Linked DNA regions of Mus musculus: region 1 is linked to region 2. A link is a contact called in public Hi-C data. All regions are on one chromosome and are shown on one strand. Each heading gives the region's core, a stretch centred on a gene start, on an enhancer-like site or on the middle of the called end of the contact. The rest is flanking DNA. Distances are from core to core; before and after follow the strand shown.

Region 1 (5,279 bases), core at 1,091-3,590, 120 kb after region 2:
TCCTTAAGTTTGGTAGACAAGCATGGAAAACTTGTATAATCAGTTAATATATAATAGCAAAGCCATCACAAGTGTTGAATTCAATTATATTTTAGCACACAAGCCAAAATAATCCTTCTCTTATTAGACTAGGGAGGGGGTACTTGGGTTGTAGCAGGAAATTCTTGCAACATAAATCATGTTTTCAGGGTACAGCCAGCGCAGCAGAGGCAACAGCACAACCTTCCTCAGCAGTCGGGTTCTTTCCGGCTACATTCAGAGGCAGTCGTGCAGAGTCCCACGCTGGAATTTTTTTATTTGTAGCTTAGCTGTCAAATAAAACATTAACTAGAAAATTTGAACATTCTAGTGTCTGGGGTAATATTTGATATTAGTGCATGGAGAGGTGGGCTGGTAATAAAGGAAACAGAAAACAAAGGCCGAGGAACACTTATGAGATTACCAGAAAATAATTTACCAAAAGAGCAGCAGGTCTTTATACTGTGATTTATTTGGGAGTAACAAGCCTCCATATCAGAGCAGCAGGGACTGCAGAGTTAGGCTGCCCGCGAGGGGAAAGCCAAGCCACGGATGCATAGATGCATCGTTTCCCAGAGTGGGCCTGCACTGCACACTGTAGAGAACAAACCTAAGCCGGATTAAAATCCGAGAACTCCTTTGGTGTAACATTTATGTCTCCTTCCCTCCACTCACTGCATTTAGACTGTTCTTTTCGTAGAGTAGTTGATACCCTTGTGTGTCTGTTCACTTTATTTCAGTGTTTGTCTTCCCCATCAGACAATAAAGGCCCTGAGGGTGGAAACCATGTATCCTCAGTACTGTATACTTCTAAAAGAGCTAATGCTTGGCACCACCCAAGTGCATGCTAGGAAGATACTGTTGAAGCTTCAGAATTCTGAGTGCTTCAGGGCAAAAAGTAAAACAGGAAATTTCAGAAGAAAAGGAAACCACAGCAACTGAGTATCAGTTTTCCTCACAACAGTGCTGGAGAAAGAGAGAGAGCAGTTGCTTAGGGAGAAAGGATATGGGAATCTTCAAAGATTCTGTGAAGGCACCCCAGTTTCGCAGCCAAGTCTTTTTACCTGGTCCCTGGCCCTGGTGGAAATTAAGTCAGCTACCGAACACACAGTTGCTCTCCCTTTGTGAGGCTCCCAGTGCAGCAGGGCTCCTGACCTGAGCCTCCTGGGTACCGTGGACCTCATTTTCCTAGCTGATAGTACTCATACAGCCCCACAGAGTTGCTGGACTCCAAAACAGACATAAGCCTGCTCCTGAATAACGGAATGTTGATATGACCTACCTGGCTTCCTTCTGCAGCTAAAACACGATGATCTCTAATTACCAGCGAGAATGCCGCCAGCTGCCCATCTTTTGCATTCTGCCTTGCAAAAGATATGATGTGACCATTTATTACTAAACATCTTTTCTTGAAAATGAACTAAAAATTGCTACACATTTCATATTTGATTTGGTCTTTTGACTTCTTTATTTTAAAATACTGAATTCTTTCTAGCATATGCCTTACTAATATAATCTGACTCTGTAAATGAAATGTTCTAGTGCCAATTTAGAAGGGTGAAGACATTTAAAAAGCTTGTGGCACATTTAACAGTCCAAATACCTGCCTTAACTGAATCTTTGATCTGCTTTAATTGCAGCAAGAAAATTTACCGTATTAACTGTAATTTGCAGTTGAAATAAGTCCGATTTTTAAGGTTGTTGTGATGGGTTCTGCAAGCTGCTTCTCCCGAGTGAAAACATGCATTTGACATCTACCTGAGGTGGACAAGATGTTACGCTATTTCATCTCTAAAACTGAAACATTTATAAGTCTTAAGTTTATTGTAATAAATAATTTAAAATTTTAAGTGAATACTTCCTTTAATTAAATTTAATAATTTTTTTTTGTTTATTTCCTTGAAAAATAGCTGGGTGGTTATGGCATATCAGCACTGAGTTCAAGGCCAGTCTGGTCTATAGATCAAGTTCCAGGACAGCCAGGACTACACAGAGAAACCCTGTCTCAGAAAACAAAAACAAAAAAACATTAAAAAAAAAAAAAAAAAAAAAAGAAGAAGGGAGGGAGGGAGAAAGGGGAGGAGAGAGGGACAAAGGGAGGGAGGGAGGGAGAGAGGGAGGGAGGGAGGGAGAGAGAAAAGGGGAAAAGCTACATAGTATCTTTAGATACCAGTCTTTAATTGAGAACTTAGACTTTTGGATATTGTTTTGCATGTTCCAGGTTGAAATGATTTTTTCAGTTTCCTTAACATCTTAGTTGTAATTTTGTCCTACTGACTCACTTCCTTTTAAAGCCATGCTGAATATTGAGGGCAGGCGTTCCGTAATTTGTAGACTCTAGACTTTTCAATGGAAAATGTTAACTATTTAACTAGAGTGACATAGAGGGGCTGCAATACCTAATTCTTTAGATGAGTCTATAAATGACATCACAGTGTTAGTCAGGCAGAATCGCCACACCAAGGACTTGTTTTTTGTTTCTAACACTGTTATGTGAAGTGCACTCTTCCTGGGTTTGAAGCCCTGTCTGTCTGTGTGTACACTGCCTAGGTTCTTATGCACTGTTCTCAGTCCTCCCATTAAACCACTATAATCTTGATTTCATCATCACCTCAAAGGAAGTTTCATCATTCAGAGAATGAGAGCAAAGAAAGAGTGGCAGGGTTTGAATTGCAACCATGATAAACTGTTACTTTGATCAAAAGTTAGTCCATGGAGTCCTGGTTTGGAAAAGTAGAAACTCTCTTCAAGGTGACCTAAGAACAAAAGAGCTTCCATATATATCATGAACTCAGGCGAGACTGCGAGTGAGCCAAGCCCTGGAAGTCAGCAGGCTTTGGGTTTGTGTCACAGAGTAACTCAAGAAAGTGTTAAATGGCTCCAGTGTAAGTGTTCTCCTGGGCTGCTTTAACCAGAAAATATTATTCTTTAGTAATTTATAGTAGCTGTTCATAAGGATATGGTGTCCTCATACCCAAGTATTTGTTGAAATAGTTTTAACATATGCCTTTCTAAAATCTTATCACTATTCAATTGATTTTTCTCACTATTATAAGTAGCATTTAAAAACAAACAAAAAAACCCTGCCAGGTCAGAACGTTCTAAGATCTGAATTGTCACGGCAGCATTGTCTTGCGGGTTATGTATTTGATAGAAGTTTGCCTTGTCTTTTAATTGTGCCTTAAAGAAAAATTGTTTTATATTTCAGGAAAATTGATCCAAGTGGTGTTTGGCCATTGGGATGTTGTCACTTGCCTAGCTCGCTCTGAGTCGTACATAGGGGGAAATTGTTACATCCTCTCGGGGTCACGTGACGCAACTCTTCTTCTGTGGTACTGGAATGGGAAGAGCAGCGGGATTGGAGATAACCCTGGCGGTAAGTACAAGCTTGTTTTTAAAGTGAGCTTTCTACATCATATAGAAGACTAGCACCTTGGGTAGAAGCTCTTCCATCATGGTGAGAATGAAACTGAATCACCCAAGTAGCTGATTTCTAAATTCACTGATAATTCATGTTCATATGTGAACCCCTTGTTTTCATGTTATACCCATGCTTGGCTGCACTAGTGTCACCAGCTAAAGTAGAGGTGTTCTCATGAACAATATAACCTGTAACATAAAAGAGAAATTACATATTTTCTTGTTGATTGAATTCATGTTTTAAAAAAGAAAATTAAAAGTTATAATTCCGGAAATCTACAACTTTATAATACTTTCATTTACATATTAAAAGATAAAACAGGTCATAAAAGGCCAATATGGAAGATTCAAATCGGCTCCTGGCTTTTCAGATGGGAAATGGAAATGTTCACCAACAGCATTAAATTCCTTCAGAAACTGCTGAAGGCAGTAAAACAACAACAAAAAAATGTGTAACCATTTAAAATTGTAATTCACAGAAGGCAAAAAAGGAAACAGCCACCATTAAAATCAACCGCACACAGCTGCAGTCAAGAGATGGCTTTAAAAAACACATTAAGAAGTAGGAAAAACAATTAAAGGGACCACCTGAAAAATGAGAATTTAATTAAAATGATTATGACAACAGAGAAGAGTTCCTGTAAGAATAGCTATAGATTTCTATCTCATAAGGTAGACTCTGTGACTGTTCTTAAATATTTACCGTGTTTTAATTGAGAGCTGCTTGCAGTGTATTTGGCTAAGGAAAGCTCATGTTATTACCTGAATACTGCACCTTGTCTGGGTGTAAATGTATTTCACCTTGTCACATTTTCGATTGACTTCTCTGGGTTGTGAAAAAAATGGGTAGTACTTGTGTGACAGTGAACACTTTGTTCAAAAAATGCTAATATTTATTTCGTAAAATGCAAAGTTTTTTTAAAGCTATTTTTTTTCTTTTTATGCACTTGAGAGATTTTTGCATTAGATCACAAACATTGTATTCAGTTAATATCTAATGGACCTATTTCTGACTTTAATCAAAGATAATCTTATATGTGAATAGAATAGAAAAAAGTTAAAGTTCTGATACTGTGGGCAATCCAGTCTCAGCGGTCAGAGTGAGCTGTAGTGTGTGTTTGTACTTTGGGGAAGTGTGCTTTGTGCACATCTCTGACTTACACAGACAACTCTGCTTTATATATAATTACAATTAACGTAAAAGGATAGAACACTCGGGGGCTTGGATTTTCTAAATATATACTATGACCCTTTGATTGCTGTGGTGGCCTCTGATGCCTCTCCCGTCCTGGCCTCCTAGATTGAGTGACTACTTTCAGTTTCTCTTTTCCTGTTTTTCTAAATATAAGAGTAATTATATCAGGCAAACCTAAATTTGGTAATACATAAATCTACCAGTTTGTTATTTGTCTCTCAAAGAATTTAGGAAAGCCTTTTTCTTGCCTTACAACGTTTTGTGCATGTATAGCAGTTTGTACCCACGAAGACAGATATGTGAGTCTTTGTTTTTCACTCATCGTGATTACCTTCTCTATGATACGCAGTTTCCAGCCTTGTGTATTCTGAGAAACAGCTAAAGCCCTACTGGCTATTCCTGCATGGAACTGTATAGCATTTCAGAGATTTAATTATGTTTTAAAATTAGAAAACTTTAGATTTTCAGAGTATTTTATATCTACTTACACATTAAATGATATATGCATGTATTTAAATATGTTGTTTATTTAAGTACCTTACAAATTGCCCTAGAGATGGTTTTTGTATGTATGTCATTTAAATAGTGAATCAAGAAGGAGTGATCAAACACTGAGATTCACTGTAAGAGAAATCTAAGTTCCTGG
Region 2 (5,440 bases), core at 2,678-5,177:
CCACATATTTTAAAGTAACTTTTATCATGATCTTAAATTATGAAAAGTTTGGAGTAATCTTAAAAGGTTCTTCATTTGGAAGAAATGCTGAGATAGTTCATAAGATGTTATATTCTGCTTTCATAAGTGATTATAATTTAAATATTGATGTTAAGTAAATATATAAGTGCTCCATATTAAAGTTTATGTCCTCTCAGTACATGAAGAGCAGAGGTAAGCATAAGCAATCATTTTAAAGTTGCCTCTTTCTGAATTTGACTTTATAATGGGATCACTGGTAGCAGCACTTTGAAGTGTTTAGATCCTCTACCCAAGCCCTTCTCTTAAGCATGATGGATGATCTCTTGATACCTTTGCTTCATAACTAACTTAACTACTATGCCTCTGAATATGGTGAATTAGTCATAATTCTTTAAAGGCAACAGATCCAATAAGTGACATTTACACCAATATTCTTATATACAATAAAGAAGATTAAATGAAAATTTTGGACATTGATAATCTTATAGCATATCCCCTTGTATAGGAAACTAAGATAAATTTTAAATTGTACTTGTGAATCTAGTTGGCTCTTTTTCCCTCCTTTTGCAGCGGGAGAGGTTATGTGTTTTTGCAGTGTAGGTGATACAATGTAGAGATGCACACCGTGAATGAGCACCATTCAGTCTACTGAGGGCCACAATGGATCTGTTTCAGTGGCCAGCTTTCATTTGGTCTCAGGGCTTCAGCCTGGGGACTCTTAAGAACAGTCTCGATTGCCCATGCTTGCCAGGAATAGGCTTATCAATGTTACAGCCTTCAATTCTTGATTATTCATCTATCAGGTCTCATTGCTCAAGATCAACTCCAAATGTGTTAGTATTTACTAGTTTTATGTATGATCCAATAGCTATCCATGAGCTATGAGAATTACGAGGATTTCCTCTGTTTCATCTTTTGAGTTATTAGTGATTATCTGACTAAACTGATAACAATTACTACATCTCTCCTAAAACTATTGCCCAATTTTAGTTTGTATCCTTGTTTAATATTTGAACTATCTTAGTAATATCTAAAATGCTTTACAACTCAGGTTCTTTTGACAAATATAGTATTTTTATTAATTCTTTGAAATTTTTTTACATGCAATAATTCTGATTATATTTATGTTCACTCCTTCCTGAACTATCCACATACTTCCAACCTCTCCAAATTTCATGTCTTTTTTTTTTTTAATGGAGTTTTATTTGTGTGGACACTTCTAGGTTCCTGGTCAATCTGTGAGGGCCCATACCTTAAAGAAAATTGACTCTGCCCTTGCCAGCAGCCCTCACCGACTCAGTAGCTCCTCAGCTACTGATACAACTCACATGCTTCCCGGTGCATTGTCAGTTTTAGCCTGCACTACTGTAACTTCTTTTTTAGTCATGGGGTAGGTGGAAGAAGGCTGTGCGTGCACTACCACATGGAGAACAGAGGACAACCTTGGGTATCAGCCTTCATTCACCTTGTTTTCTACAGTGTCTCTAATTCACTGCTGTATATACCAGATTGTTTGGCTCTTGAACTTCCAGGGCTTCTCTGTGTCTGTCTGCATCTTTCTGTAGAGGTTTGCTGTGGTTACAGGTGCATGAATAGTGTCTAGCTTTACCGGGGTCCTTAGATCCAAACTTGGGCATCAGGCTTGCACAACAAGTACTGTACATACTTAGACCTGTGTCTGTATTATATTGATATTTAACATTTCCTTAAAATATGATAGTTTTTCCAAGTGGACAGTAGCCTATTTTTATTATCTTAAGTCCCTCTTCCTCTTCTAATTTTGTCATTTGGCTGTGTACCTTATGTGTACACTATTGAACCATTGAGAGTTATTAACACTGATTTATATATAGGTAAATTATTTAATTTTAATGCTCTTAAGTTGGTTCTGAAAATGAATAGTTGTATTTATGTATAAATATTCTTATCAACATTGAACCTCATGTTTTTGTTATTTTTATAATTTAAAACATTTTTTATAAATTATTTTTAGGATTTTAGATTTGTTTCCTGGGCTCTTGGCCTTTAGCTCATTACTATCATTGTTCCATCCACATTATGTTCCTCGGTGTATGCGACTTTCTCAGGCTCAGATTAAGAACATTTGGTAAGAGTAACCCCCATAATCCTAATGTAGCTGATAAAGCAGATTTGTAATGGTAAACACTCCTCAATCCAGCATTTTGAATGTTTGAAATGATTTGAATTCTCCATAGGCACCATAAGTAAACTGGAATACTTTATTTTTCCCAAGATGTCATTATTAAATTGAAAGGGATAGTGTATATATTTCAATTTACCATAGAAGCCTGTGTATAATGTGTTTTCAAGGGATCAAAAATAGCCCCGCTACTGAAAGCAAAAGTGCTTATTTGTTAACTCTAAAAGCTATAGAAGCATGCTGATGGAATTTTTTTTCTTGACAATATTAAATAAAGCCTAGGGTGTATGAAGATAAGTGCCAAGCTATCTCTGTCATATACGGCATGTGACAAAACACTCTACAAGCCAAGGTTGTATAAAAATGATGACCAGGCTTGTTTCATTTGTCATTTAGATACAAAAGAGCTAGAACTAAAATAAGACACTTGTTCTTCCTATAGTACACTATGGCCTGAATAACAAAGACTCTTTGTTCATTTTCCTCCTCTGCAAGGCAGATGGGATGCAACCAAGTAACCATGGTTTTCTTTAAAAAGCTTCAAAAACACATAGATTATTGACTTTCATTTGGGGTTGCTGCTGTGGTACACAGTTAACAAAGTTAAAGGGAAAGTAAATAGGAGACATTAATTACAGTATATATTTCAGATAGAAACTGTTTTAAAGCATGGTTTCAATGTCCCCAAGACAAAAATATGCATTTTCCATTTGTGATAACTTGTCCTAAAGTGCTTCTCCAGATACTAAGTAAATAGGAAGAAACACCTAAACAATATGTTGTTAAATACTACATACACACACACATACATACATACATACATACATACATACATACATACATACAACAATAGCTATGTTGTCATGCAGAAATACAGTACAATTTCAAGTAATATATCTTAATTTTTTTCTTTCTTTTTTAATACACGAGACTCACTGTGTAGCTCTGGCTGACCTGGAACTCACTGTGTAGACTAGGCTGACCCTGAATTCACAGAAGTCTGCCAATCTGTTTCACTTTCTGACTGCTAGGATTAAAGGTGCATGCTACTCTAACCAGCGTTTCTTCTTTTCTTTCTATATGCATCTTACTTTAACCGGATACTCCAATGAATGAATTTTAATATCTGAGTTCATCATTAATATTTGCATTATCCCAGGCAACACATACCATTCTAGATCTGGCCTGTAGTTTGGTCTTAGTGCCCTAACTCTTTGCTGCCTGTAAGCAGATGACTGTAGCTGCTGGTACATTTTATATCTCCCAGACACAGCGTTTTTACACCTGCAAAAATGGAGGGTGCTAATAGGCCTGGATGATACAGAATTGTTTTTAATATAGTGGGTTTATTTATTTATGACTCTGAGAATCTTTGTTTATATCGGACAAATAGAAACATTGCTGTCATGTGGAGCATTCCTTTGGGTCCATACACTACTTCCTGGAATATTCCCAAACCAAATAATTACAACAGTCACTGACTTTTTTGACATAACATTTCTTTTACCGTTCTCTGAACCACAAACCTTCATCTGTGCATGTACATCAGATACCTTACTGTTATTTTTGACATTTACCCTCAATATCATTGTAATATAAAAACCATGAGGGAACAGTTGGTTCACCAGTATTTCTATTTTAATCTAGTGTTTTGCTTTCACTTTGTCATGACTCTATCACTATGTGCTGGCACTCTGTACTCTTAGAAGAGGATAAGCTCTGCCCTTGTGCTGATTCCGCATTTCCGATCATTCTGTGTGTACATGACAGCATGAGATGGCTTTCAGGAGACCGTCATGATCCTAAGCAGAGCCATAGAGGTCCTCTTGTGTTCCCTTCCAGACCCTTCTCTACGTTGACATCTTGCCACTGCTCTGTACACCACAAAATGGGTCTTTGCAAAGTAGCACTCTTTAACTCTTTCAGGCTTAATTCCTGGGGCGTGCTCCAGACCCTTTCTGTTCTCTCGTTAGCTCTCTTTTCTTAACAATATTTTTCAAGAAAACTTATACTGTGAGGTATTAAAAAGTCTGAGACTTGTGGATTTCAGAAGTTTGTTCATTTGAATAAATCTGTGCACTATAGATAGGGTTTCTGAGGTTTCCTGCCAATTCTTCCTGACCATCTTGGCCTCAGCAGCTACAAACATGTTCCTAGAGTTTGTGGAAAGTCACTTCTGAAAGGTTGGTCTGAGCTGCAGCAGTTCATATGTAAATGTCGAAAGGAAAGAAGGAAGGGTGCTGCCAGCATATGACATCACAGCAGCTGTGTTACAGGATGGGCTTTGCACAGAGCTCTCCTGAGTGCCTTACACATGTGGCTCATAGATAAACCTACTGAACAAAGGTCATATTTGAAAAATAGTGTGCAGATACTGAAATTAGGGAAAACAACTGCTAGCACAGCACTTTCAGATGGAGACAAAGATGTGGAGAGGGAGTTTTAAATCTTACATTTGAGTAGCTAAGACTGAAGTTGAGTTTGAGCTAAATTACTTGTTACTTCATCTCATTTTTTTTGTGAATAAATAATCAGGTTTTATAAGTTATAAAATTCAATCTGGAAGCATTATTCTTTTATTAAGTAACTTCAAGTTATAGTTTTCAAAATTCAAAGAAGAAAAAGCTAATTTTTACTGGTAGTTAAGAGTCAGTGAAGTTTTAAGGTGTCTATGAAAACAAAAGTTTTTCATTAATCTGATTAAAAGATGATTGTCAGTTGCTTTGATATTTTCCAGCTTTTCATATAAATTATTTAGGTGCTTAGATCTTTGAAAAATGCGTTTACTTTTGGACTTTTTGGAGGCTGCAGTGAGGGAGGCTGAGGGGCAGGGAGGCTGCAGTGAGGGAGGCTGAGGGGCAGGGAGGATGCAGTGAGGGAGGCTGAGGAGCAGGGAGGCTGCAGTGAGGGAGGCAGAGGGGCAGGGAAGCTGCAGTGAGGGAGGCTGAGGGGCAGGGAGGCTGCAGTGAGGGAGGCTGAGGGGCAGGGAGGATGCTATGAGGGAGGCTGAGGGGCAGGGAGGATGCTATGAGGGAGGTTGAGGGGCAGGGAGGCTGCAGTGAGGGAGGCTGAGAGGCAGGGAGGCTGCAGTGAGGGAGGCTGAGGGGCAGGGAGGCTGCAGTGAGGGAGGCTGAGAGGCAGGGAGGCTGCAGTGAGGGAGGCTGAGGGGCAGGGAGGCTGCAGTGAGGGAGGCTGAGAGGCAGGGAGGATGCAGTGAGGGAGGCTGAGGGGCAGGGAGGCTGCAGTGAGGGAGGCTGA

The links. Hi-C and Micro-C count contacts between places; a contact is called where the count stands out from the background.
Region 1: a Hi-C map of Th1 cells shows a contact between it and region 2, with 3 times the contacts expected there. The contact joins two enhancer-like sites. A contact is called at or near these places in 9 of 484 Hi-C or Micro-C datasets (the G1E-ER4 cell line, the HL-1 cell line, Th1 cells and 5 more), 2 of 115 datasets of contacts at active chromatin or transcription factors (embryonic stem cells and hepatocytes) and 1 of 9 other capture datasets (embryonic stem cells).

Annotation. Positions count from the first base shown.
Region 1 is chr3:86,754,156-86,759,434 of GRCm38.p6, forward strand. It overlaps Lrba (LPS-responsive beige-like anchor), which reads left to right. Exons shown (of 57, transcript NM_030695.2): 53 at 3,227-3,394. Among named protein-coding and RNA genes, the nearest start is that of Gm52625, 6.5 kb to the left of the region's middle. Within about 2 kb of position 2,341, at least 30 of the 459 cell types and tissues checked have an H3K27ac peak or open chromatin away from gene starts, as enhancers often do. A contact at or near this core is called in Th1 cells, where this site is marked.
Region 2 is chr3:86,631,719-86,637,158 of GRCm38.p6, forward strand. The region is part of intron 44 of Lrba (LPS-responsive beige-like anchor); the gene reads left to right. Among named protein-coding and RNA genes, the nearest start is that of Gm31677, 83 kb to the left of the region's middle. Within about 2 kb of position 3,928, at least 42 of the 459 cell types and tissues checked have an H3K27ac peak or open chromatin away from gene starts, as enhancers often do. A contact at or near this core is called in Th1 cells, where this site is marked.